2 separate regions of the Zea mays genome follow, and region 2 is linked to region 1. The links are chromatin contacts, called in public Hi-C maps. All regions are on one chromosome and are shown on one strand. Each heading gives the region's core, a stretch centred on a gene start, on an enhancer-like site or on the middle of the called end of the contact. The rest is flanking DNA. Distances are from core to core; before and after follow the strand shown.

What was found. A called contact is a pair of places that touch in the nucleus more often than the background predicts.
Region 2: a contact with region 1 is called in a Hi-C map of tassel, with 3 times the contacts expected there. The contact joins the enhancer-like site here to the promoter of LOC103641852 in region 1. A contact is called at or near these places in 2 of 25 Hi-C or Micro-C datasets (ear and tassel).

The regions. Positions count from the first base shown.
Region 1 is chr10:133,665,742-133,669,436 of Zm-B73-REFERENCE-NAM-5.0, forward strand. LOC103641852 reads right to left here and starts at 2,387. Exons shown (of 2, transcript XM_020545912.3): 1 at 347-2,387; 2 at 1-258. The coding sequence starts at 2,294. The coding sequence ends at 68.
Region 2 is chr10:134,037,704-134,041,597 of Zm-B73-REFERENCE-NAM-5.0, forward strand. No RefSeq gene overlaps it. Among protein-coding and RNA genes, the nearest start is that of LOC100216989, 130 kb to the right of the region's middle. Within about 2 kb of position 1,333, at least 18 of the 20 cell types and tissues checked have an H3K27ac peak or open chromatin away from gene starts, as enhancers often do. A contact at or near this core is called in ear and tassel, where this site is marked.

The DNA of each region.
Region 1 (3,695 bases), core at 1,137-3,636:
TTCTTCTTCTTCTCCTCCTCCTCCTCCTTCTTCTTCTCCTCCTCCTCCTGAGGCTCTTCCTTCGGTTTTAATTCTCCGATGCGAAATAGGGCAGCATGTTGGACAATAAGCCACAGTATGGTGGTGAGGTCGCCGCCGCGGCTGAGCTGCTTGGCATGGCTCTCCACGCTGCATCTGGCGGCCGCATAGAGCAGCTTGTCCACCCACACGTTGAAGATGAACTCCAGCAGCTGCGGCACTTGCTGTCGCTTCTGCACACTGATGCCAGCCTCTATTAGTGTATTAGCAAGCGCAGCTGCATTACCAACAACGAGCCTGCCTTCGTTTCGGTCAAACCATCTCCGACCTGCTTTCAGTCTCTCTAGCAGCATTTCGGCAAGCTTGTCTTGAGGAGGCGGAGTATCTTTGGCTGCTGTAGACGACGACGACGACGAACCACCAGTAGTTTTCTTCTTGCCGTCGTCCCATATCTCGTGCAAAGTTTGGCGGATTTTCTCGAGCAGGCTGTGGAGCACAAGGCCAGGCAGCATGTGTCGACGTACAGCGACGAAGAACATGAGGTATTCTGACATCACCTTGATCGCCGTCACATGGGCATCGGCGGCGTCGGCCGAGGATCCCCCTGGTATGCTGACTATGCTCTCCTTGCCGCTTGATGACGAGAAGAGAATGCAGGTGGCCATATGCCACATGAGGACGTCCTCCTCGAATTCACGGCCGAAGCTGGGCAATTTCGGTTTCTTGTTACTTGTTTTCCTACCATTTTTACGGCCGCGACCGAACAGGTTCGTCTTGGCGTCCTCCAGGGCCTGCTGACCCCAGAGTGTCCTGATGTCTACCAGGGTGTAGCGGCATCCAATTCCATTCTCATCCGTCTTCTTATCAGCATTATTATTTTTGGTCGACACCAGTATTCGCTGCACTCGCTGGATCAGCGATTCCTTGACGTCCTGAGGAAGCTCACGCAGATACTCTGTCTCCTCCAGCTCCAATTTTTTTTCCAGCCAGCTCCCGAACCGCGTCCACCATGGACGGCGGGCACCACGGTGAGCAGCAGCAACGCTGCACGCCTGCAGCAGGTTGTACCTCCCGATGGTGCCCGACCACGTCCTGTAGTAGCTAACTGGATCGCTGCCGAATAACCACGACAACGGATGCAGGGCGTCGACGGCGCGGTGGATCCGGCGCCATCTCCCGCTGCACAGCAAGTGGTGGCGAAGCCACCATGCCCATGGCCGCGCCTCTCTGAGGGCGGCGTACGTCCAGGTAGAACCAAGGGCTCTGAGCAGCCACATCAGGTCCATGGCGAAGGCAACAACCAGCAAGAGGTAGGTGATGTCGACGAAAGATCTCCTGATGATGATGGCCCGGCGGCTGCGGCTGCCGATATACTGGTTGAAGAGCAACACTGCGGCAGCGGTGGCGAGGGGCGACACTAGACGGTTGAGGTAGCCTGCAACCGGGCAGGTGTGCAGCACGATGGCCTTGGTGTACAGGGCCTCGTACATGAGCGAGAGCTCCATCTCCACCACCTTGCACATGCGCTCCCATCCCAGCAGGAAGATCTCCTCGCTGGCACGCTGCTTCTCCGTGCCCGGGAGCACCGAAGAATCGGACAAGGCACGACGGCAGACATGGAACAGATCCTGAGCAAGGCACAGCGCGTCGTTGCTGCTTGTTGCGGATGTGAATCGTCCCGGTCCCGGTCCCGCGCCCGCGACCTTCTTCTTCTCCTCCTCTTCCTCCTCCCCCTCCTCCTCCTCCATCATGCTTTTGGATTTCCATAGCGCGTACCACTTCTCCACATACCTGACAATGCCTATGGGCAACATGATGGCCGACGCCGTCGCCAGCGGCGTCCAGGTGCGCGCGCGATATATGTACTTGTACTGAGCGTAGAAGGCGCCCCCGACCTGGAAGACCATCTCGAGGAACTTGCGCACGGACAAGGCGCTGTCCTCCAGCGCGTAGGCGGCCATGGTGTCCGGGCCGCCCAGGTGCAGCAGCAGGAACGGCGCCCAGAACGCTATCACCTGCTGCTCCTCCGCTGACCCATCGGAGCCGGAGAGGGACAGGCTTCCGAGGGCGCCCGTCGCGGCTATCTCGGCGCCCTGGTATGCCAACCAGACAACGCGCGTCACGAACCACAGCAGGATCGACCGCCAGCGGCCGGACGTCGAGCGCCGGCGTGTCCAGGACAAGAGGCTGAGGACGACGATTGTCACCAAGCTGGAAATTACAGAGAACCGGAGCCCCCAATCGCTCCATAGCTGCGCAAGGACGTCGACGAACATCCAAGCTGCTGCTGCTTTAGAGTATAACCAGACACGGATCCGGAGACCGCGCCAAATGACAGCGGCTGGATAGCACGTGGCATGTGCATCCCCACTCACCCTAATGACATATAAATCTATTGCCCCGAGTCGTCGTCTTTGATGAAAACTGTTCAAAATTAACGTAAATGCATAATCGATCAATTCGTCGTGATAGTAGGAATTTATTATTTTCTATATCATAAACTCTATAGACACCATTTATCTTTCTCTATGTGTAATCCTAAGGTACTTTAAATTTTTACCACAGTTAGATTTTCAGAAAAGAAAAGCTCGTCGAGGAAAAAAACAAGCTAAAACAAACCAGCGCAAGGTAGACCGTGCCTCGATCGTCTCCACCCGCATCGGTTTTCCCTAAATTTCTATTCCTATATCACTTTGTTGAATTATATCATTAATATTTTATCCCTTGCTTTTTCATCTCCCGTAGCGGTTCTCTTAAATACTTCTTCTATACCCCACTATAACCATAAAATAACATTTACTACACCTACTTTTATCTATTATCAATTTTTCTTTAACGAACATTTAATTAAACAGTACAAGTATAGTGTTTGGAGGCATCGCCACCGCCCTCCACATCTAGCGAAGCACTATTCTCAGTGCTAACACTGTTGAGGCTTTAGGGGTGGCCGCTGCACCCCTCTCGTTACACTATGTGAAACGTATACAGTGTTAGGAGAGGGAGGGAGGGGCTGGTCGCATGCGCTGCACACAGCCTCATGTGTCGCCTTCTCTCCCGTCCCATCCACGCTGACATAATTACAGGCCACCAAACACATTCATCATCATGTCACGCCCGGCAGGCAAACGGGCCCATCATCCTCGCCGCGAACGATTTTTTCCTCCCAATTAAACCGACCTGCACGTTACATCATATGGAAATGTATGTATGCGTGTGTGTCTATATATATATATATATATATATATATATATATATATATATATATATATATATATATATATATATATATATATATATATATAGTTCATGAACAGAAATATGGTTTGCGTGTAAGTCGGACCATTTTCTCAAGCTCTCGTCCCTGCCCGGCGAAGTAGTCGTTATATCAGTCACTAAAATAATTAGTACGTTTTAGTTAACTATATATTAGACACGGAATTAATGTACAAAAACTAGAAAATATATAGCGCATACCAAATGGGCCGTGCTTTTTCGTATCGTGTCTGAGCTGGCCCATCGTGGCTTTTTCGTATCGTGTCTGAGCTGGCCCATCGTGTTAGTGCCAAATGACCATCTATAATTGCACCTGCTTCAAGTGTATCTTGTTACAAACAAAAGGCCTTATGACCAACTAGGACTTTAAGTCTAGATATTATAGTTTATATCTATGATAGTTA
Region 2 (3,894 bases), core at 83-2,582, 370 kb after region 1:
TTAAAGATACTAAATTCTTTTGTGTGTGCACTTCGTACTTTCATCATTGGATAAAATAATTAGTATAAGCGTATGCAACTAACTTTACATCCATGACGAGATTTTTTTGATTGTGCATTTAAAATGGAGTTTGAAACTTAAAAACCAAACGTGAATTGGAATTAATTTGGAAACTGGAAAAAAGATAAGGAAAGAGAAAACAAATGACAACAGGAAAGGATTAAATAAAAATAGGAAAAAAAACAAAACTAGCCCACACTTCCTACAATTCTATTGAAGCCCACGTCTCTTCTATTATTTTATAATTTCTAGCCGCATACAACGTCATGCTAATGCGAGATCTAATGTCATCCATTAAATTAATCCCTCTCGACGCGCCACAGGATCCCCACTGACCGGTGTTTGTTTTATCACCAGTTCCTTCTCACGATGTGTCTCCGTGTCGCTGTTGTGTGGACCTCGCCTGGAAGATTACCCTCTTCCTTGACTAGGATACGAATCAAGCGTGCAACAAACTCCAATAGAAAAGCATAATTTTATCCTAAATTCTATCACAGGTTGTTGGGATCGGTTGTCTTCTCTAGCAGTATATAATGCAACCTGAAGCACCTTGAACCAAAACACCCGTGCGCAACCATCTGTGCATCTCCATGCGGAGCCTGGTTGATCCAGCGTAGAGAGAGAGGACGTGACTGCAGCCGTCATCCAGGTACGAAGCCCTCGCCCCTCCCCTAGCCGGTGCCAGCAACGGACCCAAAACCCAAGCGCCTCAGCGGAGAAGTGAGTTGTGTGTGCCACAGACGGATCTCGCCATGGCCGCGGACTCGCGCGTTGCCGAGGGCACTCTTCTACATTGGCGATTGAGGCGAACGCAGGTCTGCTGGAGCTTCATAACGTCCCTTGGAATGGGGTCATGGCCGTATCTGTCGAAGTGATGCACTGAGGCTTCAATAATTGCTCGTCGGAGCTTGTCCGTCCCCGCCAGGTTGCTGCGTGCCGTGAACAGCTGACCCTGCTCCACAGTCGCCGGCAAGACCCTTCCCAAAGGCTCGCCTTCTCCTTCCTCCATGCGTAGCTCTGGTCGAAGCCAGGTTCATGTACCTGCGCGTCTGTGCGGTGGTGCTCCGTCGGGCGTGGTGGCGCCACCGTGGATCCCTGGGCGCCGTGCTTTTGGTCGGGGGAAAGAAGACGTCTGTGAACCGTTGATTGCTCGTTGGGCGGTCACGATTTAACCAGAAGCGCATCCCCTCGTTCGTGTAATCTGAGCCGGTAATCGGGTGATGGATGGTCAAAATGAGCCTAGGGTTATTTAAAACGCTGGGCGTCGGATCTTGATCCGATGGCTACCATTGGATACCGGTTCAGGGATACCCAATCTAATCTGGATCGCCCAGATCTGATCGTGCGGCCGTGACTTCAAAATACCCCTTCACCGTGACTTTTAGCTAAAGAGCCCCTTGGTAACTTCAAAATAAACCCGTCGTCCCGAGCTGTGTAAAGATTAAAACGTTTGGGTCCTAATAATTTCACAGAGCACCCTGGACTTCTATGGAATAGCAGGCGCAGCCAGGAATTGGTGTTTAAAGATAAAATTAATTCTAAAATGATTTTTAATATATAAATAATCCTAGAACCTCGTTTTACTCTTAATTAATTCATTTTTATCCCGATTTAACCTATTCCAGTTGCGTTAGATTCGTGTTATTATAATCTACAGTTGTGTAAACATCATTTTATCATGAGGCATGTTTTCAAAAAATAATAAGCCACCTGGTTAACTTTTCTAATTATAGTGAAGACCATAGTCTAATCTAGTATATGGCTATGATTTAACCAAAATATGATGTCTAACTAATCTATAATAAGGTCTCAATTGTAATATCTTTATCACATGAATTATAGTCAACATAGAACATGGTTTTATTATTTAATCGTCTAAATCTTTGGAAAACCATATCTCTTTAACCGTAACTCTGATTTTAGTGGTTTGCAAACCCACGATCTCGTAGCAACGCGTAGATTATTATTATACAGTTTGTTCTTATGTTTGGTGTAATGTTAATTTTGCCTATACCATGTTTGTCTGTATTGCTACGACTAGCAGCGAGGTTACGAGTCATCTGAAGAGCAAGTTGGTACCTGTAATCTCAAGTCCCAGGCAAGTTGTGCCCTTGATCACTTCTTTTTACCCAGTCATGTTCTGATTAATCATAATGATCAACATAAGTTAATTTTGATGGGACCCAATAGGTTACCCTAGTTTGACTATCTTTATACCTTGTTTACCACTGAATTTTTGGGTAGTACCTGCTATTGCTTTACGTGGTTTTGGGTATGAGGATATATATTATTCATGATTACACTGTTATTATCAGTTTGTTATTTACTGTTCATGATAAGATCATTATGTTAATTGGAACATGGAGAACCACCTGGGAAAACAGTGCTACCACAAGGGTTTAATGGGACGCCCTTGGCTGACTAACTAGGAAAGCTAGTGGAGGACTATCTTACCCGAAAGGGGCAAGGGCAGTAGGGGAGTGGTCAGTGTAGGGAGGTCCTCGGGTTGATTTTGCTGCGATGGCGGTCAGACGAGGGATTCCTGCATTGGAGCTTCCTATAAACTGTAGTGGGTTTTCTGAAGCTAGTGGAACTTTGTAAAGGCCTCGTAGTGTTTCCATGCCTCGCCTCCTCGGTAGAGGTGTATGGGATTGGCCATCTCTTGGCAGATGGGTAACATGACTTGTGGGTAAAGATGCGCAACCTCTGCAGAGTGTAAAACTGGTATACTAGCCGTGCTCACGGTCATGAGCAGCTCGGACACTCACATGATTAAATTATGAAACTAAATTCAATTTATCATATGCATTGCATCGCAGGTGAGGTTGTTACTTTTATTCTACTATTTAATTGGGTTGGTATTTACTTATACTTAGTAATTGCTAATAAAATTTTGACCAACTTTAAAAGCAATGCTCAGCTTCAACCATCCTCTTTGGTAAGCCTTACACTTCACGTGAGCTCCCACCTTTGGCGAGTTCATGCACATTATTCTCCACAACTTGTTGAGCTATGAACGTATGTGAGCTCACTCTTGTTGTCTCACACCCCCCACAGGTCAATAACAGGTACCGCAGGATGAGGCGCATGGAGGATGCTATGACGGGTTCATGAGAGGTCTAGGCCGTCGTCTCCCAGTCAACTTTGGGTTGCTGGACCGTTGTCTCCTTATAATGTAATTATTTATTTATTTTGTACAAAACTCCTGTTATATAATAAAGATGTGACATTCGATCCTGTGCCATGATTCATCATATGTGAGACTTGGTCCCAGCACACCTGGTGATTATGTTCGCGCCCGGGTCTTGGTGCCCCGAAACCCGGGTGTGACAGAAGTGGTATCAGAGGGATGTTGACTGTAGGACGAAACCTAGATAGAACTGGACAACAATTATCTACTTACCTTTGCTACTCTGATCCTTTCTAAACTTTCCTTAATCTTTTCTCATCTATTTCCGCTTCACTATGATTATTCTTACCTTTTCACTTCTAAAGACAAATGTGGATTTCACACTTTGAAAATCCTGTACCTAAAGTGACTTTTAGGAATAGGAAACCTAATCTTAGGAACAAAAACAAAACTATTTTTATAGATATATATGCACTTGAATGTTTGTTCTTATGACACTTGTCTGATTTGGATCTTGATTGAGTGTGATGACTTGTGGAGTAATGTCCATAATTACATCTGCATATACATATAGGAAAAAATGCTTATAAAAATAACTAGACAAACTAGATTATCTCTCATTAAAGCATATAGCCTAACAATATCCATCTCATCTTAAAAGATTCCACCCTACACTCATAGATCCAACTTATCTCAAAAGATCC